Regions from separate parts of the Sus scrofa genome. Here regions 1, 3, 4, 5 and 6 are each linked to region 2. Evidence: chromatin contacts called from public HiChIP or PLAC-seq data. All regions are on one chromosome and are shown on one strand. The core of a region is the stretch at or near the end of the contact, and the rest is flanking DNA. Distances in the headings are between cores, read along the strand shown.

Region 1 (5,078 bases), core at 1,366-3,865, 590 kb before region 2:
AGGAGACCATGATGAATGAGATTTAATCTTTGTTCTTTAAAAACTCATAGAACAGGGAGAAATAGACAAGTATCATGGAAATAACAATACATCACGATACGTAATACAGTAGAAATAAACCCAGGGGTTATGAAAACACAAAGGAGGGATACCTATTCCAAACTGAGTGAGGGTGGGGGTGGCAAGATGGACTAAAGGAGATAGTGGCTTATGAGTGGAGTCCTGATGGATGAGTAAGAATGCATCAGCTAAAAGAAGTGGGAGGAGCTGGAGGTAAAGCACACACATGCAAAAGCCTATTCAGTTTCTTCAGGGAACTACAAGTCTTTCAGAGTGGCTGAAGTGTCAGGTAGGACGAGGAGGAGTGGGTTGAGATGAGGCTAAAAAGAGATGTAGGAGCTGTGTAATATAAGGTCTTATTGAACATTTTAATTCTATTCTAGGAAAACTGAGGAACTACTGAATAGTTCATCCAGGTGAATAACATGATCTGATTTGTGTTTTAGAAGAATATCATGGGCTGCAGTTTAGAAAACTGGCCCATATGGGGGAAATAATGACCCATCAGGAAGATGTAGTATTAATTCAGGCAAAAGAAGATTTGGGCTTGAGTTGTTATTGGAAATGAGAGCCAGGATAAAGACAGGAATGGGAGGAACTTAGAAGGTATAATCAACTGAGCCTGAAGACTGGTTGGAGTAAGGAAGCAAGGAAGGAATCGTAGACAGCACCTGGGGTGTGACTAGGATGACTCAAGTATTCTATTAAGGGACGGCAGATTTTTTGTTTCTGTCCAGATTAACTATTGTTTTGCCATGTGTGGGAGTCCACCCTTCTAGTTGCCCTGGCCTATGTACTTCCTCTGGGTGTTTGAGATTATTTCCTGTCTGCTAAGCTGCCTCCCATCTCTTGCCTTTCTAACAGTCAGAATCTGTATAAGCCGATACTCCTGACTACTCTTCTGGTTCTGCCTGAATTACCAGGTTGAGTACCATTTGGGTTTGTATCATTCCTCAATCTGCTCCAAACCTTATGTCTCCAGCTCAAGAGTTCTTCCATATTCTATCTATGACTCATCGAAAATCATGACACAGACCTGACAGAATAATACTTGGAGATCAGCACTAGAAGAGAGTTAGGCTTCAGGTGGTACAACATGCCAATTTTCCACTTGAAAAAATTAAAAACATAGCTTTATCCTTTCATTCATACATTCACTAAATATGTGTTGATTTTACTATGCTCCTTGGGTAAGTATACCTTATTAATAATTATAACTCTCCCATATATAGAGGTATCTCTGTAAATTCTTATAACCTTTTATTGGGTAAGAAAGATGATGATTTCCCTGCATTATAGGTATCAAGACTGAAGGACAGAGGTTCAACCTACAAAAAGTGAGACGAAGGACTGATCAAGAAAGACTGATGGGATCATGGCAAAGACTGCTAGCTGTTCCATGATCTGGGTTCTCCTCTCCTTTTTTGGTAATAGGACCTTCCATTATTAGGTGAGCACCTGAATGTAGTTAGGTAGGTGTATCAAAGTTCCAACAGAAAACAGATGACACACTCAAAATGGAATAAGCCAACGAGGGTTTATTTACAAAGGGGCAATTTACTAAGAATTGGATGTGGAAGAACTTTAAGTATAGTGCAATAATCCAGTGCTCAGAGTAGCTAGGCTGTTACTTCCCTCAGGGCCTAATGGGATGAAGAGAGGGAACAGTTACCAGAACCTAGAAAAAAAGAGAGGCAGGTAAAATCAATCATTCATCAAGAATCAGTAACTCTCAGTTGAGGGACAGAGCCAGCCCAATGCAACCTTGAAGGGAGGGATCCACAGAAATAAATACCTGATTTCACTTTTTTTTTTTTTTTTGATTTCCTGCTAGAGTCCCTATTGTCCAAGCTAGAACCACAGAAGGCACAGGTTACCATTTCCCACTGATGAGGTCTGCACGGTCCAGCTTCCCACGGTAAAGAAAGATGAAGAGGAGCAGGCAGTGAGTCTACAGGAGCAAATGGAAGACAGCTGGCATATGAGAACTACGTAACTACGTTTTGGCCAGTGGAATAGAAGCAGACATAGTGTGTTCAACTTTGGGGCACATCTTTAAAAGGAGGGACATGTCTTCCTTTTTTGATAGGTTGGGTTGATGACATGATGACTGGAGTTTGAGCAGCCATCTTGGTCCACGAGCCAGAAGTTACATCCTGAGATTGGCAGAATAGTATGATAGAGGGAGCCTGGATTCCGGAGGATCAGACAATTAGTTCTGGTTGCCTACATTCCTTTGAGAGACAAATCAACTTGTAATCATATATTGGGGTATTCTGTCTGAAAACTGATGCAAACCTTAACCAGTTCAGAAACCAAACAGGACATTCTTTTGGGATCTGGACTGTATTGGTTATGATTTTTTTTTTTAACTTATAAGCTTCTGAATTGTACTTTGTCTAGCTTAAGAAAAGGGGAAAATTATTGGAAGGATGTTGGGGGTATCTCAGAGAATCAAAGGAAATGCTGAACTACCAAGATAGGAGAACCCAAGGCAGTTCTGGTATCTCAAAATTCTTTGTGGCCTTTCACCCTGGAGGACTGCCACAAATGTGACTCAGCTCCAGCAACTCCCAGTCTCTTCAGCAATTTATGCCAAATTTCCTATTTCTGTTAGAGAGAATCTGACTTGTGTCATTATCGGGGGAGGGATGGGGAGGGTCATAATACAGACAGGTTCACTGGGGTCCCCCACAATTCTTAGAACCACTGATGCATTGTGTGTCAGTCATAAACAAACAAGTATGGTTTAACTTTAGGGGGTCCCATGACATACAAGGAAAAAAAAACCTCAAGCAGCTATGGCATGACACTCAAGGTCCTAACTCCTTGACTGTGACGAAGGGACCATTACCTCAATTTATACAGATAATTTAAATACTAGCAACATGGACAATAATTATGCCTGGTCCCCAGGGGATACAAAACAAAGATTCATTTCCTTCCATTTACCTTCTCAATACCTGTTGTTAGGAGCTCATTACAGGGGCAAAGATGGACAACAACTCAAAGCCAAAATTTTGTATAAATTTACCAAAATTCTCAATATCTACTATAAGTCAGGACCTATGTTGCATACAATTGACAGAAGAAAAAAAAAAAGACTAGGTGTTTTTAAGAAATCACAGACTGGCAGTGAAGAGAATCATGTAGACAAATGAACATAATAATAAATAGCGAGTTATCTACCATAGTAGAATTAAGTATCAGGTGCATTAAGAGAGAGCAGAGAAAGCAACTGAGAAAACTGGAAGAGGTGACATTAGGGGTTAGTATATGTGGGTAAGCAGGAGTCTTATAGGCATAAAAGGGAGGAAGAGAATTAATTCTAAGCAAAAGGAATAGCATGTGAAAACTACTGGGGCGTGAAAACGCCATCCATGTTCAGGGAAAAACTATAACCTCCATGTGAACAGACTCCTAGGCACTGACTGGAAACTCATTTGTTCATTCATAATTTACTGAGCACAGCACTCTGCAGGTTCACCAAAAAATTAAAGATAAATGAGATGCAATCCTAATCTTCAGAGGGAAAGGCAAACACAATGGCTACAATCAGATGAGCGCTAAGCAGAGGGGATGAAAACTCTATGTGAGATGGAAGCGGGGGAAAAAGACATTCTCTAGGGACTCAGAGTTGCCCAGAGCTGGGGGAAGGAGTTAGGACCTTGAGTGCCATGCTATAGCTGTTTGAGTTTTGTTTTTTTCTTGTAGGTCATGAGACCCTATAAAGTTACACCCACACTTGTTTGTTAAAGTAAGATTCTGATTTGCTGAGGCCACTTTGAAACCTTCTGACCTGAGGCACCTAAATCCCACTCGTTTTATGTTTGTGTGCCAGGTATTGTGCTAGGGATTTTATATATGTTATCTCATCTGAGCTGAGATGGGTCCAAGTAGAGGATGTTACATGCCCAGCTTTGGAGGTGAGCAAGGGCAGAGACTAGAGACACACCTTGTAGTGGTGGGGAGGGGGGTGGGTGGGCAGGTTAATGCTGTTTTATGAGTAAGGCACAGGAGTTAAAATTCTTCCTACTTTTCCAAGAAAGGTTAAGCTAACCAGAGTCTATTTGTCTTAAGCAAAGAGAAGTCCAGGAAAAGCATCCCCACAACATCATTAGAGATGTAAGCTCTTCCGTCTCTCCAAGGTGGCTGCAGAATCTCCATTCCCTCCCCCCTCATTCCTTAGAATGCACTTCCATTGCAAGAAGGAAGAAGGGGAGAAGAAAGGCTTTTGCCCAGAAGGCTTAACTTTCTTACTCATAACCAAGTACACTTCCCAGAGATTCCTGCTTATATTTCACTTCCCAGAGATTAGGCTGCTTATGTCACATGGCCACCCCCAAGTGCAAGGGAGGCTGGAAAACAGAATGTTTTAACAGGGTATATATTTTTTGTCTCCTCCAGACCAAATTAATTTTAAGTCACTAAGGAAGGATGCCACAGGTAGCAAATGGGCAACATAAACAATCTCATTCCATTTTTCCAATAGTTCTATAAGATAAAGTCGTCCGCATTCTACATATAAGAAAATGGACTCGGAGAGGAAAATAAATTAGCCAAAGTCATGCAAGTAATGATGGAATCACCACTTCATGGAACAAAGGTTTTAAAATGAGGCTGTATCATTCCAAAAAGATTTTAAATGATATCATCCTGTCTCCCTTCACCGTGTGACCTAGAGCAAGTCATTAAACTTCCCTTAGCCTCCATTCTACCGTCTATGAGGATAACCATCCCTGAATCAAAGGTTCTTGAAGCATCGAGTTAGATGGTGACTGCAAAAGGGTCGAAAAAGCTAATATCTAGGGGACCCTGATTGCTATCCATATACATCTGCTGCAGTCTCTCTTCTGAGGCGGACAGGACTGGTTCTTTGAAATGCATAGCTCCAACACTGGTATTCAAGCTTGGCACCAGTAAAATCTCTTGTCTGGCATTTCCTATTTGGGCCCCATCACAGTTTCCCAGGAATTTCCACTGGCTGGGTTTCCTCTGCCCATTCCAGTAGCTGTCTA
Region 2 (4,801 bases), core at 1,652-4,151:
CAGCATCTATCCCAAGCTTATTTATCTCTAAAACCCGATATCTTTCCACTGTCATCTCCAATTCCTGCAAAACTAGAGAGCTCCAGGCCCCTACCCCTCCTTTATGATCAAGAGACCAATCTGAGGTGAATTTTAAGAGTCAATATTGGAGAACGAGGCATTTGAAAATTTTTATTTCCATTTGGTAGGTATTACATAATAAAAAATTAAATGAAATATAAATATACTAACACATACACTTAATAACACATACAGCATTTTTTTCTTTTATGCTTTTTAAATCGGTATAGTGTACGTAAAGTGAAATTCACAGATCTTAAGTGTACAGCTTGATGAATTTTGAGAAATGTGTGTACCTGTGTAATCAACCTCATTAAACAAGATGTGTGGCGGGGAGGACATGTAGGGAGCTATGTAGGTTGATGGATTGATACCATGTGTTTAAGGTTATAAAGGAGGTGTGAGTCTTCATGTCACAATTGGTGATGAAGACCTACCTCACTCTTTCCGTCCCTCCACATCCCGCTTCTAAACTGACATGGTTGTTTCCAGTGCATGGAGGTCAGGCAGAAGACCAGGTGCCGGTCAAAAGATGACTGTATCAAAAATCAAAACAAAACAAAACAAATAGAAGAACAACTAGCCATTTCTTCATGCTTGTTGGGGGAAAATCACGTTGCCCTACTTTGTTTTTCTTTGAAAGGGTCATGTGCCTCAGCCCACACATTATCATGTGAACTTGTTGTTCCAGTAAAATGAGTCAGAGTTCCTCAAGAAGGCAGATTCATGTATTTCAGAGCTGTGTGTCAGCATCTCTGAAAAAAGGTGCAGTGTACAGGATTGGTGCTTCTCAGGCACAAGCACACGCTCATTCTTAGCCAAGGAGATCACACAGCTAATGAGCAGCAGAAGTGGGATTTGAACTCAAGCCCAGAGGACGCAAGCATCAGGCTTTTTGCATTGTAGGGGGGAAGTGTGTAGGGTCTGAGCGCAGGGCTAAGCAAAGGCCTGGAGTCAGAAGGGGCTCTAAATTCTGGCTTTTCTGCATTTTTGACCTTGGGCAAATTCTTTATACTCTCTCAGTTCACTTCTTGGTCCATGAAGGGGGAAGAGGTGATGATATCTGTGTCATAAAGTCGTTTTGAGAATTTCAAGAGTCACGTCCATAAAGCGATTAGTGCAGCGCACAGCACAGAGCAAGCACCTGGGAAATGTTGGCTTGAACCGGTAACCTAGCAACTGCCACGGAATTGGCTGCTGGGACAATGAATGCTTTGTTTTTCTGATCATACCCCATCAGTTATAAAAATTTTGAGCTTGCATCCTCAATATGTGGAAATGTATTTATGAAGAGGCATACACATGTTTTATTGGGCTTATAGGTTATCTATATTATAAATATAGCTGAAATAAAAGATTTCAAATATTTGCTCATCATGATGTTATTATACTAACATTAGACAGTGTCTAAAGATCCACAATCTAAGGCCAGGTGAGTTTTGAATGATTTTTTTTATTATTTCTAAATGATTTTGTATGTGCCACTGTATTTATATCTCAAACAGTATTCTTGATCATTTTAATTTTTGTCTCAATTCTTGTCATAGTCTAAGCCGTCTTTGTTTTTACCTTATACTGTGAAAAGCTAATACCAGGGAAAAGTGTCATCATTTTTCCTTTTTGTTTACTTGAATCTGCACCGTGACCATTGCCTTTAGTCCTTTGGCCAAGTCTTTCTCAGTTGCTTGCCCATTTTGTGAGAGTTTGTTTAAATAAAATTAGATAGCCCCTATACACTCCCACCCTGGAACATGTAGATGACGATGGGTAGCAAACCCCTGGAAGCTGGGGACATAGACTGGAGGGCATGCTGTCATGCCCCCATGATGTAAGGCTCTCACTCTTACCTTGGGAGATTTCACGTGTCTTACTCACTCATGACTGTCTGATGAGGGACCAACGGGTGGTGCTGGTGACAATCTGCGTATTAAGTGCTGGTAAAGTTGAATTCATTTCTTTAGACTACACGTCTTATAAACGGCACTTCCAGTATGTTTTTCTGGAATCCTAACCAACCACTTCAGCACTCCCTGGAGTGAATGTTTACCATTTTAGAAACACCATTCGATGATCTTCCATAACCTCTGTCATGAAAGTCATCACCCTTTCATTCAGCAGCTCAGCAAACATTAACCAAGCCCCTGTAAGTGATAGGACCATGTTGGGCATGAGACCTACACTGGCATGCTTACTACCTTCAGGGAGTTCATGGAATAGCTCTCCCCAGGCCAGGTTCTGGTTATTCTTCCTGATAGACCATGACGCTGCACACTGCCAAGTTTGCAGTGTCCTTTGATTCCTGGCTCTAGACTACCTATAGCCTTCCCAAAGTCTTTTTTTTTTTTTTTTTTTTTTTTTTTTTTTTTTAGGACCACACCTAAGGCATATGGAAGTTCCTGGCCTAGGGGTCAGATTAGAGCTGTAGCTGAGACCTACAACCACAGCCACAGCAATGCCAGATCCGAGCCACATCTGTGACCTATATAGCAACTTGGGCAACGCCGGATCCTTAACCCACTGAACAAGGCCAGGGATCAAACCCACATCCTCATAGATACTAGTTGGGTTCTTAACCCACTGAGCAACAATGGGAACTCCAACCTTCCCAAGTCTTAAGGCCGTTGTTCCCCTTCCCCTGCGCAGGGGAAAAGGTATCAGGTCCCATGCTTCCCAGATTTCCCGCGTTTGTGTGTCTGCCACTCATGGAATCCCCATCTTCTGCAAGGGGGCTGAAGAGCCCCTACCTTTCTTAAACCTAACTTCCCTGGGTAGCTCACTCAGTGTAGCCGGAAGCCCTTGGCTGGCTCCCAAGCCAGGCCGTAACCCGTGAGAACTGGGAGTTCCCTGTGCCCACACAGCCTGATGACGGCCGGCTCTGCTCCCAGGGAAGTGGTGAGCAGCCTGTGCAGACGGGTATCTCAGCCTTGACACACCAGCGAAGGGTCAGCTCCCATGAATGCGGTCTTTCATGGCCTTGGTACAGGGCTCCTATTTTTTCCCTACAGAAACCCTTGCACTTGCTTTCAGAAGTGACGATCAAATGTGAACTTTCATGGTTTATTTATAGCTCGGCCTTATAGAGAGAAAGAAAAGAAGTGATTAAAATGCAATTTTACCAAATATTTTGTTTTCAAAAGCTTTCATTGTGTGGGCAAAAAGGAAAGAGAAGAGCCCCTGTATTCGTTGTGCTGTCTAGACTCCCAAACAAAGAGGGTAGCGTGCCGCAAATCCAGATTGTCCGGCTCCAGCCTGCTGACAAAAAGTATGAATTTTGAGGCCAACTTCAAATACACTCTTTTAACAGAAATATATTGTGGAGGTGACTATATTTAGCACTGTCAGCATTTCCATAATAAATTCATATTGTTATGCTGTGGTAATTTCCAGATTTACTGCAGCCCGTGGGTTCATGAGGTTTCAGTTTTATGTTAATTATTTGGAGAAATGGGAAAACTCAGCAGTGCTATTTCTGATGACAGCACTGATTCTCTGGGCATTCTCCACATTGTGTCAAATACCCTTAATGAGCCCTGCCTCCCAAGAGAGACAAAAGTGAGCACAAGTCATTCTGGCTGCTTGTAGAAGCATAACTTTTTTTTTTTAAGAGTGCAGTATAGTTTTATTTTCTTTAAAATGATCAAATCCCTACATGCCACTCTAGAAAGTTAAGAAGACATACAGAAAAGCAAGTTCGCAAGAGAAAAATCATCACCCATGCTCTTGAACCTGTTAGTATTTTATATATTTTCATCCAGTGTTTACTATGCATGTGTTTCTTGGGTTTAGCACAAACACAGTTTTTGAGGTAGAAATGAAAAACAACTGTGTTTGTGTTGTTTTGCTCTACTTATTTATTTGTTGACATATAGTTGATTTACTGTTTCTGGTGTTCAGCAAACTGATTCAGTTATATACATCATATATTAGGTTATATATGGATGTGTGTGTGTGTATGTACATACACATACATAACCTTTTTCATATTCTTTTCCATTATGGTTTATTACAAGATATTGGTTATAGTTCCTGGTGCTAGAGTAGGACCTTTTGTTTATTATTTTATATGTAGTAGTCATATCAGCTAGTGCCAAATTCCTAATTTATCCCTCCCTCCCTTCCCCTTTGGTAACTATAAGTTTGTCTTCTATGTCTGTGAGTCTGTGAGAAACAACTGTATTTTTCACATACACTGTCCATTTTCTCTGCCCTGGTTAAAAATTCTGATAATTCTGTTACTTTCTTAGATAAGTAGAAAGCCACTTAGATAATACAAGTTTTATGGTCCCTTTAAGTTGTGATACCTAACCAAAATCCAGACATTAGAGTATCAAGAAATATATAATAGTCATCACTTCTCATCTAAAGATAAGACAACTCCTTACTCCTTGAGCCAAGGATGCTATCTGTACATGTCAGGAAGGAGATGGCTGTGATCAGATTCTTCTTTTTTCCTCATTCACTTTCTCTCCAGTATATTAGCTTTCTTCTTGTTCTTCTGATGTGGTTGGAGGGTGTGAGGGAAGAGAGCTTAGCAGTGTAGGAAAGTTCTTTTTTTAATGAATTTTATTACATTTATAGTTGTACAACCCAATTTTATAACATTTCTATCCCAAATCCCCAACACATCTCCCCACCCCCAACCTGTCTTATTTGGAAACCATAAGTTTTTCAAAGTCTGTGAGTCAGCATCTGTTCTGCAAAGAAGTTCACTGTGTCCTTTTTTAGATTCCCCATGAAAGTG
Region 3 (4,349 bases), core at 1,633-4,132, 570 kb before region 2:
CTGCCAGTAAGGGGTACGGGTGAAGGATGAGGGGAAGGGCATTCCAGGCAGAGAAATCAAGCTGTGTGATTTCTTTCATGCTGAGGCATGAAACAGCAGAGACCTGTGTAGGAAATGGCAGGTGGTTCTGTGTGACGGCTTTGTAGGGCTGGGAGGTGGGAAAAGGGGAGACAAGATATATATTGGCAATGATGCTTGAGAATGTTCCCTCAGCCTTGTGTGAAGATTTCTGATGTTCAGCATGCTTTTCTAACACTTTTGATCATCCTTAAAACACCAACCAGTAGGCAAGTCAAATCATATGTCTATCCCTATGCTGGAGATAAGAAAACAGGTCAGAGAAATTAAATGACTGGTATATCATTAGTACATAACCAAGAACAAAGTAGACACTCTGACACCTAACTTGAATCATCTGGGCACTTCTAGCACACAAAGCATTTTGCTGAGCACTGGTTAAAAAAATACAATTCAGTTCTCCTCCATGTTTTCTGTTACACATGCAAAGATGAGGCAACTCAGGTCAGCAAAGGACTGGATATAAAGCTTTGAGAGAAAAATAACTACCAAGAATAATCACCAAGGGCACTGAGCGTCACAGTTGCAAAGCAGGCGAACAAGGCGAACCTTATTTGACATCTGGGAAGACACTGTGGCAGACTGGACTTATAATATTTGTGTTCCCATTTTTCAGATGAAAAAACTAAGGTTCAGAGATAGTAACTGATTTGCCTAAGGTCATACAGCTTGCAGGTGATAGAGCTAAGGACTCAAACGTTAAGTCTTTCTAATGCCAAAGTACAAAATCCACAAGGTCTGGTAATATCATAGCAGCCAATATCTATCCTATGATTATTATGTGCCAGCCACTGTGTTCAATGCTTACGTGTAATTTTTAAATTTCATTTCCACACATGTGCTATGAGATAGAGGCTGCTGTTAAGCTCAGTTTAACGTAAAGAAAACTGAAACTCAAAACAGTAAAGGTCTCTCCACTAGAATGACCAACCCACCACCACGCAAATCTCTTCTCTTTAATATCATGCATACTGTGGACTCTTGTCTAGCCCACCTGAACTAAAGAAAAAAATGCTTTGAGCTTTTCATAAAACCTCTGTGAAAGCTGGGACATTGGATGATGCAAAGTTTCTAAGCATTCTGTACAAAACTCTCCCCTTTGTGGGTGAGCAGCTAAAAGGCCCTGACTGCAAATCTGCCGAGTTCCCAGACTCCCAGGATATCCCTGGTTCCTTTACAGTCAGGAAGAGAGATCGTGACTTTCATTGCTCTGGACAAAAAAGGACTTAGACTGGGCAGGAGTCAGGCACAAGATAGGCCTGGCTTGCAGGGCAACATGAACCTGGCCTTGGCAGAGAAGTCTGCAGGACAGAGCTGGGATAATGGAAGAACCAGCTAACATTCTCTGGGTGCTCTCTTTATACTGGATACCCTAATATCTAACCCTTAACAGAAACCATTCACTCTGTCATCTGCCCAGGGAGGTAGTCATCATTACAGCAATCTTTCAGATGAGAAAATTGAAGCCCAGAGAGCTTAAGTGCCTTGTCCAATATTACATAGCAAGTCAGTAGTAGAAGCAGGTTTCCAGCCCAGCCAGTCTGGCGCCAGAGCCTACACGCCAACCTATAGGTTACACCTGAAGAAGGCCTTTTGTAGGCAACAGAGCTCTCCATTAAACCTATGAGGAGGGCCCAGAGAGGTCATGGAACTTCATCAGTAACACACAGCATCACCCAATGCTTCGTTGAATCCTCAAGTTTCCACTCTAGAGCCATCCCACTCCTCCTTCCTCACCTCTCTTTTCTCTACAGCAGCCTTGCCTCTAAGCTGGCCTTGTAGGTTAATGGCAACCAGCTTGGGAGTCAAAATGAGGGTTAAATCTTGGCCATACAACTCACCAGTTGCAGGTACTTGGACAAGCTGCATGGTTTCCCGGCCTCAGTTTTCATATCTATCGAATTGTTGTATAGTCTTGTTCCCCTAGAAGGGAGACTGAAAGGGTTAACTGCGGTACTGGGCAGTCCTTCTGCGTCATTGTTTTAACTTCTTCAGAGCGCTGTGAAGAACACCTCCTCTGGGACAGTGTTCTCCTTGAAAGACATCCAGCACACACTAGGTCCTCAATTAATCATGGGATGCATGCATACATTTTCTTGAATACATGAGTGTCTAGCACAGAGGCCAAGGTAGGTAAACACTAGTTTCTCTCAGCCAGGTGACTTCATAGGGTCCAGTCATCTGCGTTTATTATTTATTAGGTTAATAAACTAATTTTGGTCAAAGTGTCCATAGCTGCTAACAGTTGAAACTAGGGTCATTCTTCAAGGTAAGATTGACATATTAACTGCAACTCTCTAGCAGTCAGACAAAAGTAGGCTGTTTTATCCTACCATGAGACCTTCCAGAAGAAAAGACAGAACAAAGAGAGGTAGAGGGAAGAACCGCCAATGCAGGGAGGGCAGAGAGAGGTGGGGGTGGGGAGGGAGCAGAGGAGGATGGAAGTGGTAGAAAGGGATCAAAGACCCAGGAAGCCCCCCTGCTGGCAGGTTCACTTGTTTTCACCGCTCACAGCCCAGAGCCTAGGACTAGGCAGGCACATCGTGGGCGCTCGGTAACTCTTTGCTAAAAAAAGCCTGGATGTGAATGAAAAAGGAAAAGGGGGCAGGGAGAAAAATTCCGGCAGGGGAGAGGCAGAGATGAAGAGAGAAAATCAGCGACAGAGCTCCAACAAAGACAGACAGGACAACCAGAGGCAGAGAGAGGGCGACCGGCGGCCTGGGCAGGGGGTGGGCGGACCTTGCTAGCGGAGCCGGGCGCCCCGGCCCCACCAGCGAGGGCGCAGCAGATGGGCTGCGGGTGCGCACCCAGAGCGCAGCGCCTCCGCCCGTCCGCTCACCCGCCCGCTCGCCCGCCCCAGGCAGCCATAAGTGGGACATGTGGCTGGAGGAAGGTCACGGCCTCGCGGAGGGGACTTTCCTGGGGTGGGGGTGGAGGACCTGGGAACGCTGGCCTTTAACTTCCCAGGTCAGACCACCCCGCGCGGCCTCTGACGCAGGGACCCCGGGGACCTGTCCTCTGGTCTGACCTTTTAAGTCCCTCCCTGCCATCAAGGCTCTAACAAAGTCCCTCCCCTCCCCCAGCCTAGGGGTTCTCACACTTGAATGCCTCAGAATCACCAGGCAGCTTTGCTCATTAATTTAATGGAACGATTAAATTAAGTCCGTGATTTAATTATTGTTAAATCCATTGTTGCCTGATCCACTGCCACCCCTGTTCTGATTCAGTGAGTTTCGGGTGGGGCCTGAGACTATGCATTTCTAATAAGTTTCCCGGTGAAGTTGATGCATTTGGTCTGGGGACCAGCCCTTGAGAACCACCGTCCTGTATGGGACAATTGTCTCCCTCATTTTCCTCCTTAATCCACAAAATACCTGTTCACCTTCCCAATGAGCCTGGAACCCTTGGCAGCTAAGCAAACAGGTGGAAGAGAGGGGACCTGCATTTGGGCAAAGCCAAGAGGACAAGGGGAAACTCAACTCCCAGCTCTAGAGGCTGTCACCAGCGTTAGTGGCTTACTCTAGTCTCCTGGGAGGCCTCTGTGTGGGATCCAGAACAGGGCAGAACCCTGAGTAGTTAAAAACCAGGTTAATAGGTTTGGCTCCAGAAAAGGAAGAAAAAAGCCCTTTCTTCAGGAGAGAAGAGTGTACAAGGAGGACGCCTATTCATTCATCAACCAGTGGTGCCCTAAGTAGTGCCACTGACACTCATCATTCAAAAAAAAAAAAAAAAAAGTTAATTGAGCAGCTGTTTATGCCAGGCACTTTCTGGGTGTTGGGGATATTGCAGGAAACAAATTTGAGATTAATATCTTAGGGAGAATGCTTTTCAGTAGGGAGATTAACAAGAAACATGGGAAAGAGTAAATTATTGAGTACGTTAGAAGGTAATAACTAAGGAAAAATGTGAGTAAGGTAAGGGAGTGCCAGTGGGTGCAGTATTCTTATTTTAAATTTTTTTAATTTTTATATTTTTAGATTTTATGGTCACACCCATGGCATATGGAAGTTTCCAGGCTGGGGATTGAATCTGAGCTGATACAGTTGGATTCTTAACCCACTGCACTACAGTGGGAAGGCTGAGTGGGTGCAGTTATAAACAAGATGGTCAAAGTAGAGCTTGTTGGGAAGATGACATTTGAATCAGGAATTTAGGTAGCTAGCTGACAGAACTTTCAGGTAAAGGGAACTGCCAGTGCAAAGGTCCTGAGGCAGGAGCATGCCTGGTGTGTCTGAGGCCTCCCGGAAGAGATCAGTGTAACCAGGGTGGAG
Region 4 (4,867 bases), core at 467-2,966, 790 kb before region 2:
CTGTATAACGAGGCCATAAAGAGAAATGGTGCATCAACTTTCTTTGCCTTTGACTGGAACTCTATCTGGTCGCTGTGAGGCTTCTGGGTGTCATGTTCAGTGACATTCTCTTGGCTTCAGGGCCAAGTATCTGAATTCTCATTCCCTGTCTACATCCCACACCAGACTGGAGAGCCCCTGAGGACAGAGCTCCCATACTGTCCCCCAGTACGCAGCACAGTGCCTGGCACAAGCAGTTGCTTAGCAAATAAATTTGTTGAATGAACGACTATTTGTTGGATGAACTCTGGGTCTTTGGTTAATAATTTATGTAGAAAGCAAATAAATTAATTGCGAGTTAACCAATCTAGTTTGGTCAATAAAATCTTTCCCACTGTGCAATCAATGGGGTAGGAGGGAAGAACATAAGGGTCTTTTGAAGAGGAACAATGTTGGGATTATTGGTCTAGATCAGTGGTTTTAAAAAGAAAGCAAAGCTGTACTTTTAAAACACTTGCCACCAGGGGTTTTGATTCAGTGGATCTGAGATGGAGTGAGCTTCCCAGGTGATTCTGAGATGACCAAGTCAGTAGTACCTGGCTCTGGCAAGTACGGGTCCCTTTCTGTCCTAATTTTTCCTTTTTTGTCCCCATCTCACTCAGCTTGTGCTTGACACTTTGAGTAATGGGAGCTTACCACCTCACAAGGCAGGCTGCCCAACCCAACAGCCATACTGATAATAAGCACACCAGTACAGTGACCATATGTAGAGGTTTTTTTGTTTGTTTTTGTTTTTTTTTTTGTCTTTCTAGGGCTGCACCCATGGCATATGGAGGTTCCCAAGCTAGGGGTTGAATCTGAGCTACAGCTGCCAGCCTATGCCACTGTCACAGCAACGCCAGATCCGAGCTGCGCTGCTACCTACACCCCAGCTCACTGCAACCCAGAATCCTTAACCCACTAAGGCCAGGGATCAAACCTGTGTTCTCATGGATGCTAGTCAGATTCGTATCCACTGAGCCATGAGGGGAACTCCTTCTTTTGGATCAGAGGTACTAAGGTACAGATGCTACTGATTCTGGCGGCTAGGTATTATTTACCCCCATTTTATAGTGAAAGAAAGCCAAACTCCTGAGGTTTAGTGGTGCATTCAATGTCTCAGAGGGTGCAGGGCTGGGCCAGGATTCCAGCCACCCCTGGTGGCTGGTTAGCCCACGTGCTTCCCCCCGGGCCTGGAGCAGGTCCCGGGGTGGGGGCGGGGTGACTCCTGGGAGGAGGGGAGGGATCCCGGTCGCCACGTCGCCGGCCCTGCCTGGCTGCACACCGCGCTCCGCCCAGCCCTCGCGGGCCTCCCCATAGAAGGTAAACCCAGGCAGGATCCCATGAGAGCTGGCGGGGCCTGGCGCCCCGCTGGTTTCAGTTTCTGAAGAGCCCAGCCCTGAGCAAACACGGGCTGGGAGGAGGGTTCTGGAAGCCTTCCCAACAGATAGCAGATTAACTCGCTGCTGCCTGGGAGCCACCCACGTGGGGACGGGCTGGGTCACCAGCAAGCGGCCTCCCTGGCAGGCAGACAGTCCCTGCGGGGGGCCGGTCGCCCCTGGCTGCCCAGAGCCACCCGAAGCCGGAGAAGGCACACGCTGACCCGCCAAGACGACCTCGGTGCCAGTTCCAGTCCGGCTCTGGCCGGGACCTCCAGGCTGGGTGACAAGGCTGAGGGACGGCCCCAACCCCACCCTCCAAATAAGGACAGATCTTCCTGCTTCAGCCTGCCTCTCCAGGGCGTTCCTGTTCCAACGTGTACGCAGAACGCTTAGAATGTTTGTTTTCTTTCTGAGAAAGAGGCTGAGGGACATGGCCAAGGCCGGCGTGAACTCCAAACCCAGGGCATTCTCTGTCGGACATTTTTCGGGCCAGACAGACTCGGGTCTGAATACTAGTTCTGCCACTTCCTATCCAGGAGACCTTCGTGTAAATTTCTTCATCTCTCTGAGCCTTATTATTCTCATCTCTAAAATGGGGATAATGCTACCTATCTCTAAGATAGGTTCTGTGGAGTCGATTAGATAGATACAGATTATACATATTAAGTATTTAGTGCCCTCAATCAATGCCAATTAACATTATTATTAATTATATTGTTACTACAAATGACTAATAATGACACTTAGGATTATTATTACTAATGCAACTGGGAGCATGGGTGTAAAAAAAATGGGCTCAATTAAAATTTTTTACTGAGGGAAATAGTTTTATGAGAGGTAAATAAAGATTGGAATAACACTGGGTCGCGAGCACATGATCTCATTTAGTATTCAAACAGCTTCACAAGGCAGGTGTTATTATCCCCATTATACAGGTGAGGAAGCTGAGGCCCCTGGAAGTTAAGTAACTAGGCCATGTCACACACTGTTCATACCTGGTATCCTGGCCTCCGGAGCTCTGTGATGATATTCCCTAAGCCTTAGCTACCTCAAACTTCCCCACCTCAACAAAGGAAAACTCTGGAAATGATAAAAGTCACCTCCTTCAGGCTGCTTTCTTAATTCTCTCTCTCCTCCCCTAGTAGAACAAACGCTCCCTCTTTTGTTCTCCTGGTGCGGGTAGCATGTGACTACACACCCTTGTGGGCTGTCTCTCTTCTCCAGGGAGTGTGCTTCTCAGAGGCAGACACTGTACACTTTTTTGCATGTTGGGAAGGTCTGTACGCTGTTGTTGTTAAGTACAGACTTAGGAGCCCAACTGCCTGGGCTCAAACCCTGGCTCAAATCGTGGCTTTACTACTTGTTGGCTGTGGGCTTGAGTAAGAAACTTAAGTTCTCTCTGCCTCATGCCCCTTATCTGTAAAATGGAAATTAACACTAAAAACAGCCTCATGGGAGTTCCCTGGTGGCCTAGTGGTTAAGGATCTGGCCTTATCACTGGTTCAAGTCACTGCTGTGGCAAGGGTTTGACCCCTAGCCCAGAAAGTTTCCCATACTCTGGGCATGGCCCAAAAAAAAAAAAATGCGTCTTGTGTGGACTTGCTGTTGCATTGAATGGACATTTAGATCTAGATCAATATAGATCTAGATACCCTACTGTGAATCTCTTGAGTGATAGGTGTCCAATGAATGAAGACAAATTGCTAAAGTCCTGAATTTTCCTTGTTAACAGAAAGTGAAACGTAAAAAGACTGTCACTGAGCATGGGTCAGTGTCAAGGGACCCAAGATCTGGTTCTGAACCTGTCTCTTAATTTAATGTGTGGACTTGGACCTATCTCTTCCTCTCTCGGAAGTTATTTTTCTGCCAAAAGAGAAGTTTGGCTCCTATAGGTAGATGGACTTTGAAGGGTAATATTCAATGGTATTAATGACCGGTCCCTTGCCTGTAGGACTTTTACTTGAGTGTGTTCTAAGTTAGAGGTCATACCCAGAAATAAAGGACCAGCTCACCACTGGAAGCACAAACCTCAACCGCTGGTAGGTGATGGCGCTAACCTTGATTATAGCCAGCTTTTACTGAGCATGTACTAAGGCCAGGCATTCGGCAATGTCCCATTGTGGTCCTGTTTATTTTTCTCAAGAACCCCATAAAGAAGGATTACTGTGATCCCTATTTTACAGCTAAGAAAACAGAGGCTTAGAGGTTGGAAGTAGTTGGACAGGGAGTAGAGTCCTTGTTTGTCAGACTCCAGTTCCCTGCTGCCGACAAGAATCCTTCCTAGAGCCTGCTGTTCAATACCCTCTGAGACAAGGAAGCTATTAGCATTCAAGCCTGTCCATTATAAAGCATCTTGAATAGCTGGAAAGGGTAAAGCTGTCATTTTTACATTCGCTTCATGACTTTAGACTTAGACTCAAGGCAGACATAAGGAATTTCCATTGTGACTCAGCATGTTAAGGACCCTACGTAGTCTCTGAGGATGTGGGTTTGATCCCTGGCTTTGCTCAGTGGGTTAAGGATCCAGTGTGACTGCAAAGCCATGGTGTAGGTCATAGATGTGTAGGTCATAGATGTGACATAGGCCAGCAGCTGCAGCTATGATTTAACCCTAGCCTGGGAACTTCCATATGCCATGGGTGCGGCCATAAAAGGAAAAGAAAAGAAAAAACAAAGGCAGACATGGTTTGGGTAGAGGGTTAAGAGAAGGAAGGTTATAAATTCCCCCCAGGGAAGTCTTCCGTCGCTGTTTACAACAGAGAGGTCAGAAGACAGAAGCCTCTGCTCTCACCTTTCTGGGCTTGGCCTAGGCCCTGATCCACAGATGTGGCCTGGGATAGAGCTGGGGGGATGGGAGGGTGGATGCTGAAATATCCCAGTACAGCCTAGACTGAGATTGGGCTGAAAGCAAAACATCAGAAACTTGTATCTGTCATCACCAGTCCATCGAGATACCTTCCTTGGGGGTAATATCTCAGGGAGCAGGTTAACAAGAAGTTTGGAGCAAATCAGGACGGCAAAACTGAAGGGAGCCATTGGCTCCAGGGTGACTGACTCTGCCTGTCCCTGCCTTGCTGGGTTTGCCCTTTTACCAAAAATAAATATCCCTCTTGAGTAGCTATTGAAAGCCTTCATTCCCAACAGGATGAAATCCAGACTCCTCAGAGCAGCACCAAGGCCCTTCACTATGTAGTCTCAACTCACTCTTCCCGCCTCTTCTCCCATCGTGTTCTCCATCCCATTCCAAGCCAGAGAATTCCACGCGGTCCCCTAAATTCTCCATGTTTGTTCCTGCCCCCATGTCTTTGACATGCTCTTCCTCTGCCCATGACACACCGAAGGATGTCATATCTAGATGACATCAGTCCCCTCTGAAAACATGTCCACACAAAATCAAGGGGATGTCGAGGGGAAACATTGAGTGGGTCCCCCAAATCATAGTGGTAAAACCAAAACTCAGAAAGCTG
Region 5 (5,045 bases), core at 735-3,234, 610 kb before region 2:
CAAATATTGTGGCTCCTGGTCACAACTGTAGTGGTATTTTTATGCTAATTCCTCCCAAAGTGGTAAAGGGCTAAAAGTTTCTCTCACTTTATTACCTAATATCTCAGTACAATTTACCTAAGAAGGAAGAAAGCCAGAGATGTTTTATTCTTTTAATCATAAAGATGTTAGCAATGATAATAACTGCTATATTTGGTGTCAGGCCCCGCACTTTGCATTCATTAGCTCGCTTAAGCCTCCCAATAACCTCGTGAGGTGGGAAACATCAGCCTCATTTTACAATGGAGAAAGGAAGGCTCAGAAAGTGTGAATCAGTTGCTCCAGGTCATACAGCTATTCCGTGGGAGTGTCAGAGCCAGGTCTGGAGACACCCAAGCGTGTCAGCTTCACCACACGGTGCATGTGCTCTAGAAAAGAGGAAAATGGGTGGGAAAGCGGAGGACAAACAGATGGACAAACAGCCATGAAAGTGTCTTCACATAGCAAATGGACTCTTCTGTAGCATGAGGAATAAGGAAGACCTGCTCCCTAACCAAGTCGGAGCTGTTGGGTCAAAGTTAGTGGGAGGCAAATATTATTCAGTGTGAGAAGGGAGCACTGTGCTTTGTGGAGTCAGGGGCCTCAGATGGAGCCCCCAGTCTGGAGGGGAGTAAGCAGGACTTGAAGATGATGCATCTAGGATGGAGGAGAAGAGAAGACTGGAGAAGGCCACTCCTGAGATGCCTCCCAGCTCAGAGATCCCACAGTGTGTGAAAATGCCAGGCTCTGCAGGGCAGATACCATGCTCAGTACTACCTGCTCCCCCCATTATCCAGCACAGACCCACTCAGTCAGTGGTGAGGACACGTTTGCTGGGGCCCAGTGTTACAGGAGACACAATGGATTTTCTCTGCATGGGCCTCAGAATGGGCCCTCAGGGAGCAGCTCTCTCCTGGCCACATGAATAGGTCTCAACTCCAGCAAATGGTGACCCAGAATAAAACCTTCATTGCCCAGTATCTCCAGCTCTAAATCTGGCAGTGTGGCCAAGGCCTAGTTAATCGGAAGTAAACAGAACTGCCAAGGGGGAGGGGGTGGGAGTTGGATAGATCAGGAATTTGGGGCTAGTAGATGCAAACTATTGCATTTGTAGTGGATAAGCAATGGGGTCCTACTGTATAGCCTGGGGAACTAGATCCAATCATTTGTGATGGAACATGATAGAAGATAATATGAGAAAAAGAATATATGTATGAAACTGGGTCACTTTGCTGTATAGCAGAAATTAACAGAACATTGTAAATCAACTATAATTTAAAAAATTTAGGACTTCCTGCCCTGGCTCAGTGGTTAACGAATCTGATAGCATCCATGAGGATGCAGGTTCGATCCCTGGCCTTAGTGGGTTAAGGATCTGGCGTTGCTGTGAGCTGTGGTGTAGGTCTCAGATGTGGCTCGGATCCCACATTGCTGTGGCTGTGGCATAAGCCTGCATCTACAGTTCCGATTCGACCCCTAGCCTGAGAACCTCCATATGGCAAGGGTGCGGCCCTTAAAAGCAGAAAAAAATAAAATAAAAATAAAAATATGAAAAAAAAAGAAGTAAATAGAACTGGAGTGGGCAAATTCCAGGAAGTGTCCTCTTGTGCCACTCTCTGGCCTGACAAATGGATCTAATGATTCAAGCCTGCGCAACCCCCCTGCATCACGAGGTGGAAGCCATGAGGATGGCAGAGCAGTAAGACAGCGGCTTACCAGGGAGTGGCTACCCGAGCCCTGTGCTGCCCACGTGACCATGACCAGAGAGAGAAAGAAGCTTTACCATGTGGGGGTTTCTCTTACTCCTGGCAGAATCCAATTCTAATTCTCACAGAGTTGAAAAAGGTCAAAATCCAAAAACAACCACATGAAAAAATGATTGTGAAAGCAAGTCTGGTAGGATTATTAAGATGTAAATAATCATAGAAAAGGAGGAAAGAGGAAGACAAAGAGAATAGGAGGAAGAAGGAGGAGGGGGGAAGAGGAAGAGGTGAGGAGGAGGAGAGGGGAAGGGGGGGAGGGGAGGGGAGGGGAGGAAGAGGGCAACAACAACAAAAATGACAATGATGATTATGACAAGAATGTGTCCTGTTTATGACCAGGAGACACTATTCCTGATCCTCAAGCTAGAAAGAACTCAACGTTCCCAGGGCCGCCATCCTAGTTCATACACCCATCACATCTCAGATGAAATGCTGGGCCAATTTTCTATTTGGTATCTGTCTCTGGTCTCTCCTTGCCTCTCCTCCATCCATCCTGCAGACTGTTATCGAGGACATCAGCATCACTCCCTTCTTCCCAGTCCTTCCTCGCCTCCCTCTGTGCCTCAGACTAGATAAGAGCTCCTTAGCTTGACACTTGCCCAAACCATCCCTGCCTTATATCCCCTTCACACCTCCCTCCCACTCACATTTCCGTTTTAGGAAGAGTAAATTAGTCCCTCTTCCCCAAATGTCCCTGCTAAATTCCTGCCCCGTCTTTGTTTACACTGGCTTCTCCACCTGGGGTTGGGATGCCCTTTACCCACATCTCTTGAGTGCTGACACCTCATCTGTCTTTCCTGTCTCAGGCCAAAGGCCCTCCTCTCCATGAATAATTCTCAAATCTGTTTGCTCCAGGGGTGATCAATCACTAAAGCCTAGGGATTTTCTCCTATCTCAGGCTACCTCCCTCAACCCTCACCCTAAAGCCCGTCTATGGTAAGAGAACTCAACAACAGAGGGAGGAAGAGGCAGAAGAAGGAAAGGAGGGAAGGAATATGTCTCTGGGGTGCAGGATTAAGACTAGTCACTATTAAACTCTGTCCAGGATTCCCCAGTGCTTCTTGGTCCAACCCCCCTGCGTGACAGTCAAGGTACCCCCATAATCTAACCTTTCCTCACTTTTAATTGCTGCAAAGATGTCCCAGGCCAGGTGGATTAAATGTCATATCCCAAGATTTTCCACCTCTGAGACTGTATTCCTGTGGCCTCCGTCTATGCTCTTCCTTGTCCCATAAAGACCCTCCATTTTCAAGGCTCTGTTCCACTTTACTCCTCTATGGAGCCCCCCTGATCCTCTCAGTCATCGCCCCTTTTCTGAGTCTCCTCCTGTCTCACAGAGCGTTCATTATGCTCCTTCTTCCATTATACTTGCTAGACAGAGCATGGAGCTTTGGAATTAGATATGTCATTGGCCAAGATAGTAAGCTTGCTCTGCCTCTGTTTCCCTCTCTGTAAAATGGGGATCCTAACACCTGCCTCACAGAGTAGTTGTGAAGATTTAATGAGATAAACTGGTGTTGAAAACAAGGTTAGTGTCACCTTCCCTTCGGAACTCAGTGGACAAGTTGAGTGTTGCTGTGATCTGGCAACATCTGCTCGAGACAGGCTTGACTGTGTGGTCAAGAGCAAACCCTGATACTTCTAGCACCAGAGAGACAACATGACCTCATGGCTAGAGAACCAGGTAACCTTAGGCAAAAGGTTTCTCAAGTGCCCAGTTTGGACCCTGGGGCAGACAAGTATCCCGGGACAGACCAGGCTTCCTGGTTGCCAGGAAGCAAAGGAGAGCAGCATGGAAGTCCTCCTTGATCTGGTGAGGCTGGTGCAACAGTGGGACCTCTGATGGGAGTGCTCAGAATACCTCAAGGGAAGTCTTGAGTCAAATGTCCCCCAGTACTGAGTGCTGGCCAGACCTCTCAGGGAATTTGCTTCTCTCAGAGACCCATTGTTTGAGAGGGAACTGAATAAATGCAAGGTTTCAGAAGAGGGAGCCAGCCTGAAGGGTGGACAAAGATACCACTCTCACTGAGTTCATCTGAGGAAAGGAAGTTCAGAGGGCTTGGGTCCTGGTGTCCTGTATCTGATGGGCTGTCACGGGGATAGAAATGAGTGAAGTTGATCAGATGCAAAAGACAGTAGGGAGTGTTGAGAATACACTCATAGAGCGATATAGGCAGTGGAGTACAACTGACCATTACATAGTCGGATATGGGTCCAGATCCTCCAGCGTTTCTAGAGAAGATATAAATCTTAGTTTTCTTACAAAGTACTGCAATTTTTCATTTTGGCAAGTCATTCAAAAATTGTCATACCGCTGCACCAATCAACACTATGAAGGATGAACAAAACACATTTCTAGAAAATGAAAGGGTCCCCGAGTTGGGATTTTGAAGTCTTTGGATGAGATGACCTCTGGGGTTGCTTCTAGATAGTACTCTATGTTTATAAAATGGTCCATAAATCTGGGGTTGTTTGATTCAAATGGTGGGTGTTGGCATCCTGTGTCTTAGGAAAACACACTCTGGCATGTCTCTTTAGTGCCATTACTGCTCCCATCTGCCAAAGAAGGGTGGGTTGAGAGCACATGGGGGCTCAAGACAGATCGGTGTTCAAATCCCAGCCCTGACACTTTGTCATTCTTTGACCTTGGGCAAGGAATTTAATTTCTTTTTTTTAAATTTAATTTTATTTTTTTAATGATTTCCCCAATACAATTTTTTTTCTACTGTACAGAATGGTGACCCAGTTACACATACATGCACACATTCTATTTTCTCACATTATCATGTTCCATCATAAGTGACTAGACACAGTTCCCAGTGCTACACAGCAGGATCTCATTGCTAATCCATTCCAAAGGTAATAGTTTGCATCTGTTAACCCCAAGCTCCCCAACCACCCCACTCCCTCCCCCTCCCCCTTGGCAACCACAAGTCTATTCTCCAAGTCCATGATTTTTCTTTCTGTGGAAAGGTTCCTTTGTGCTGTATATTAGAATCCAGATACAAGTGATATCATATGGTATTTGTCTTTCTCTTTCTGACTTACTTCACTCAGGATGAGAGTCTCTAGTTCCATCCATGTTGCTGCAAATGGCATTATGTCATTCTTTTTTATGGCTACGTAGCATTCCATTGTGTATATATACCACCTCTTCCGAATCCAATCATCTGTCGATGGACATTTGGGTTGTTTCCATGTCCTGGCTATTGTGAATAGTGCTGCAATGAACATGCGGGTGCATGTGTCTTTTTAAAGGAAAGT
Region 6 (4,509 bases), core at 49-2,548, 740 kb before region 2:
TCAGTGGTTAACAAACCTGATTAGGATCCATGAAGATACGGGTTCAATCCCTGGCCTCACTCAGTGGGTTAAGGATCTGGCATTGTCCTGAGCTGTGGCGTAGGTCACAGACACTGCTCAGATCCCACGTTGCTGTGGCTGTGTAGGCTGGCACCTATAGCTCTGATTCAACCCCTAGCCTGGGAACTTCCATATGCCATGGGGGTGACCCTAAAAAAGCAAAAAATAAAAATAAAATAAAATAAAAAATTTTTTTCTTCTCACTCTTGGGTTTGTGGGTTGGCTGGGTAGCTTGGGTTCCAGCTTCAGCTTAACTGGGGCTGTGGGTCAGGTGTGGGTCTGTTGCATTTGTCTCATCCTGTGAGCTAGGGTGAAAGGTAGCCTCTGGTTACTCCTTGCATGGTAAATGAGCAAGTAAGCAGACAAAAATGTAATGAAACAGGTAATACCTCTTAAAATTTCAGCCCAGAACTGCCATGCCGTCATTTCCCCCTTTTGCCCATCATTCCTTTGCCCATGATAAAGCCCAATATCACTGGACAGGAGAATGTATTTGCTCAGTCTAATGGGAAGCCCTACAAAGTCAAATGAAAAGTGTAAAATTCTAACATAAGGAGAGAAGGGAAAATTGGAGAAAGGTCCTGGGCTTCACAAGGAGACTTAATTTCAAATTTGAGTTACGCTTAACTGCTTTGGAAACTAGAGAAATCACTTAACTTTTCTGAATCTCTTTCCTTCTTACATACTGAGTGCTTACAATATACTGGTCACTGAGCTAAGTATTTTATGAATGTTGTGTTTGTAAGGTAGGTAAGGTAGATAGATGTTCAGCCCCAATTAAATGGAGGAGAAAACTGAGATTGACGGAGGTATGTGACTTGCCCAAAGTCACATGCATTCAGAGTTTCATACCATGTTTCTCTGAGCCACCTCTTCTTACTTGAAAGAAGGTGTGTATCCTCTCTGCCATGTAAAGGGTGCTTGTTTCAGGTGAATTTCTGTCTTCTTTCACCTTATAGAATCCTGGAACCCCCAGGTCACTGGACTTTTGCTTTCTGGTGAACTTCAACCAAGGGATAACCAGCTGATGTGACTGGCCACCACCACCCTAGTTTCAAAGTTCATTGTGGTTAAAAAAAAAAGTAAGAGCTATTCTTAGCAGCGATTGGAGGGTGATCTCACTTCCCAGTCACGAGTCTTCGGGAGGAAGGACACTTGAAGCAAAGCCTGGACAGTGTTGATGGTGCAACGTGTTTGGTGCAGAGGCAGATTTCGTAATTGCCATGCCTGTCAGGTGATGCCTTGGCCTCTGTTCCCCGGATATCTTTCCACTCTGGGGCCAGCTGTTCTGACATCGCTGGGGAGGGACAGGTGGCAGCTTCTCTTTTGCAAGACTTGATTCATGTGGCATGGAAGATACGAGCAAGAGCAAATCTTGGATCAGACAGACCCTATTTGAATCAAGGTTGTGCTTCTCTCTCTCTGGGTAGCCTTGCTCTCGGCAAAGCTGTTCCCTTTGCTTGCTTAACACCCCCACCCCTGACTTCTCAGAGTTAGCTCTCTCTGCCTAAATGTCCCCTCATTCACAAGGTCTTCTCTGACCCTCTCCAGCTCTATGCTCCCTTAACACCCTGGACACTCAGGCCTGGCACTCAGGCTTTCCTATTTACTCGCTTATTTGGCTATCTGCTACTAGGATACCTATTCTGAGAGGGCAATCCCTGCCTCATGTCCCACTGAAATCCTCCTTGCTTCCTAGTGCCTAGGGCATAGGACCCACTCTATGAACATTTATTTTGTCTAAAGAATTCAATAATAAATTACTAGAAGCAGGCTGCTGCTTTCTCTGGCAGATTCAACATTGTCGGGGCTGTGGAAGACACTTGGCTCTAGGTCCTTGCTACTTAAAGTGTGGTCCATGGACCTGCATCCTCTGGGAACTTGTAAGAAAAGCAGTTTCTCAGGCCCCATCCTAGACCTACTGAAACAGAAGCTGCCTTTTAACCAGATCTCAAGTGATTTGCATACACAGAAAGTTTGAGAAGCACTACTCTCGACAACATGAGGCTATTTTTAGAAATCACATCCAAGTGTGGAATCTTGTTTTGGGATATTCAAAGACTGCCTCTAAACCAGCTCCACTGCAGAACCCACCCACTAGTTTTAAGTGTACAGACTCTGGGGGGTACTGCTTAGAGAGAACTGCCGCTGTTTGGGTGGACAGGTGATCTGTTTATTAAGCAAGTGATTGCCTAGGTCCTTCTAATGACTAGTTTCAAGAGCATGCTGGATGCCCCACGGAGCCCTGGGGAATTTTCTATTAACTCTCTAACAGGGACATGGGGATGGGCCAGTGCTTGGTATCTAGCCTCACTCCAGCTCTATATAAAGAGTAGTATAACCTCCTCTTTATATAGAAGGAGGCTGAAGTCCAGAGAAGGTAAGTCACTTGCCCATGGCCACACAGTCGGGGATGAGGTACGGTGGGGATATTACCTTTGCTCCAGGCTGACTCCCCAAGGAAAACCACCCTTCTAACTCATGGTGGTAAAACCCCTGCCTTGTTCCACATTCTGTCCTTTAAGTCTTCTTCATGAAGGACTAACTATATTCTCTGAACCACACAAACTGGCTCTTCTCTATCCTCCTGACCTCATCTCCTATTATGTATATCTTTGGCTTCCTCTGTTCTAGCCACACTGGCCTGCTTTCTGTCCCTTGAACACATAAATGCTGGTGCCCACCCCAGGACCTTTGCACTTCTTTCTGATTGCAGCACATATCCCCAGATCTCTCCATTTTTGCCTGTTTGCCTTCTTTTTATCATTCAGGTCTTACTTTAATGTCACGTCCTGAGAAAGCTTTCCCCAACCACCCTAGGGAAAGTTTGCCCTCCCTCCAGCCTCTCCACTCCAACCAACAGCCACTTGCATTCCCATTATTTTATTTTTTTTTATAGCACTTAGTTCATCCAAAATTACCACGGACATTTATTCTGCTGCCTCCTCCCCACACCCCTTTCTCCCACCATTTGAGTGGAAGCTCATTTAGGGGCCTTGTCTGGTTGGCTGCTGTATCCCTAGACTAGAACAGTGCCTGACACCTATCAGGGCTCAATGATATTTGCTGAAAGTATAAAGGTGGGCTCATACTGAAAGTGACAACACAGAGTAGCTATTGCATGGATTCTGCTGTCTGACAGATCTAGGTTTGAGATGCCAATTCAATTTTGTGACCTTTGGCAATTCTTACTCCACCACCATGAGCCTCAGTTTCCACATCTGTGAAATGGGGATAACTACGCAACTCGGAGAGGTGGTGAGGACCACATAAAGCCACGTAAGAGACAGAGTTGAGCATAATTCAGATCCTCAGTAAATGTTGGGAAACCCTTCATACCTGCTCTACCCCTCAGATCCTGAGCCTTAATCGTGACTGAACTTCTTCTTGTTCCTCGTTCTCACCTCCAGGTCTTTGTTCATGAGGGACCTTTGTCTGTACTTCCCTTCCTTCATCTTTGGCTGTCTGTGAGTACCCACTCATCTTTCAAAACTCCCCCTGGTTTCCCTAGTCCCCTGAATAACTGGTCCCCTCTGTTTACTGCCCATGATAGGACCTCACCCAAACATCTAGTCAGAGCCCCTGTGACACTGTGGCATGATTCCACACTTGGATGGTTGGGGGCAGGGGAGGGGGTCTCCTCTCCTTCTGGCAGGTGGGAAGCCCAAGCAAGTCCTGACATAAATTCACCGGTGAGGTAGTCAATGCGATAAGGAGGTGTATTCGAATTACCAGTGGACCACACTTGATTTTGACTCTGCCCTAGAATCTCAACTCCATGGGGCAGAACAGTGTCTGTTTTTCTTACTACCAGCACATGTCACTTGCTCTGCCCATTGAAAGAAGGCATCTGATAAGCCTGTTTCTTCTCTGACTTGTCTGGGTCTCAACTGAAAATGAAAATGTTAACAAGATAGGCATGACTTTTTGAACTCCTTTGTGCCTTGTTCTGCCTGAGTCAGGTACAAAAAGAAAAAAAAAAGTGAAGCAGAAAGTGGTGGAGGGAAGCCTCATCCTTTCATTTGAATATGTGAAAGCCCTAGATTTGGGATATTAACATGGCAAAGCTCTCTGATTCCTGGACTCAGAGTGGGTCTGATTTCTGCTTTTTTATGAGAGCAACACCGTTGGGCTGTGGCATTATTGAATTGCCCTGTTATATCCACATCCTCCTTCTGTGCATACCCATGGTGATGCAAGACCCCTCTACACCTCCACTGAGTGGGCACAGAACCCTGGCTTGTTCTCCTCTGTTTCTAATCTTGGGTAAGTTAGTCTATAGAGAGAATGTGCAAACCAATCCCTGACGGCAGTCTGGTTTAAAAAGACCAGTTCCCCAATTGGTGTGGGGTCAGACGTGGTCCAGGAGCATTTCTTGGATAATGTGAGTGGAGATGGGCAGTGAAGGAGCCTAATAGATTTTGAGGGCCTACTGTGTATGAGGCACTT

Evidence for each region. HiChIP or PLAC-seq counts read pairs in DNA pulled down with a chosen protein or histone mark.
Region 1: an H3K27ac HiChIP or PLAC-seq map of alveolar macrophages shows a contact between it and region 2. The contact joins two enhancer-like sites. A contact is called at or near these places in 2 of 2 datasets of contacts at active chromatin or transcription factors (alveolar macrophages and skeletal muscle).
Region 3: an H3K27ac HiChIP or PLAC-seq map of alveolar macrophages shows a contact between it and region 2. The contact joins two enhancer-like sites. A contact is called at or near these places in 1 of 47 Hi-C or Micro-C datasets (embryonic fibroblasts) and 2 of 2 datasets of contacts at active chromatin or transcription factors (alveolar macrophages and skeletal muscle).
Region 4: a contact with region 2 is called in an H3K27ac HiChIP or PLAC-seq map of alveolar macrophages. The contact joins two enhancer-like sites. A contact is called at or near these places in 1 of 47 Hi-C or Micro-C datasets (skeletal muscle) and 2 of 2 datasets of contacts at active chromatin or transcription factors (alveolar macrophages and skeletal muscle).
Region 5: a contact with region 2 is called in an H3K27ac HiChIP or PLAC-seq map of alveolar macrophages. The contact joins two enhancer-like sites. A contact is called at or near these places in 2 of 2 datasets of contacts at active chromatin or transcription factors (alveolar macrophages and skeletal muscle).
Region 6: a contact with region 2 is called in an H3K27ac HiChIP or PLAC-seq map of alveolar macrophages. The contact joins two enhancer-like sites. A contact is called at or near these places in 2 of 2 datasets of contacts at active chromatin or transcription factors (alveolar macrophages and skeletal muscle).

The regions. Positions count from the first base shown.
Region 1 is chr6:153,353,673-153,358,750 of Sscrofa11.1, reverse strand. The region is part of intron 3 of LOC102165506 (a long non-coding RNA gene); the gene reads right to left. Among named protein-coding and RNA genes, the nearest start is that of FGGY, 140 kb to the right of the region's middle. Within about 2 kb of position 2,615, at least 2 of the 83 cell types and tissues checked have an H3K27ac peak or open chromatin away from gene starts, as enhancers often do. A contact at or near this core is called in alveolar macrophages, where this site is marked.
Region 2 is chr6:152,766,746-152,771,546 of Sscrofa11.1, reverse strand. All of the region lies in intron 14 of FGGY (FGGY carbohydrate kinase domain-containing protein), which reads left to right. Among named protein-coding and RNA genes, the nearest start is that of HOOK1, 60 kb to the right of the region's middle. Within about 2 kb of position 2,901, at least 14 of the 83 cell types and tissues checked have an H3K27ac peak or open chromatin away from gene starts, as enhancers often do. A contact at or near this core is called in alveolar macrophages, where this site is marked.
Region 3 is chr6:153,333,939-153,338,287 of Sscrofa11.1, reverse strand. All of the region lies in intron 3 of LOC102165506 (a long non-coding RNA gene), which reads right to left. Among named protein-coding and RNA genes, the nearest start is that of FGGY, 120 kb to the right of the region's middle. Within about 2 kb of position 2,882, at least 39 of the 83 cell types and tissues checked have an H3K27ac peak or open chromatin away from gene starts, as enhancers often do. A contact at or near this core is called in alveolar macrophages, where this site is marked.
Region 4 is chr6:153,559,275-153,564,141 of Sscrofa11.1, reverse strand. No RefSeq gene overlaps it. Among named protein-coding and RNA genes, the nearest start is that of JUN, 120 kb to the left of the region's middle. Within about 2 kb of position 1,716, at least 76 of the 83 cell types and tissues checked have an H3K27ac peak or open chromatin away from gene starts, as enhancers often do. A contact at or near this core is called in alveolar macrophages, where this site is marked.
Region 5 is chr6:153,371,345-153,376,389 of Sscrofa11.1, reverse strand. All of the region lies in intron 3 of LOC102165506 (a long non-coding RNA gene), which reads right to left. Among named protein-coding and RNA genes, the nearest start is that of FGGY, 160 kb to the right of the region's middle. Within about 2 kb of position 1,984, at least 1 of the 83 cell types and tissues checked has an H3K27ac peak or open chromatin away from gene starts, as enhancers often do. A contact at or near this core is called in alveolar macrophages, where this site is marked.
Region 6 is chr6:153,502,245-153,506,753 of Sscrofa11.1, reverse strand. No RefSeq gene overlaps it. Among named protein-coding and RNA genes, the nearest start is that of JUN, 180 kb to the left of the region's middle. Within about 2 kb of position 1,298, at least 23 of the 83 cell types and tissues checked have an H3K27ac peak or open chromatin away from gene starts, as enhancers often do. A contact at or near this core is called in alveolar macrophages, where this site is marked.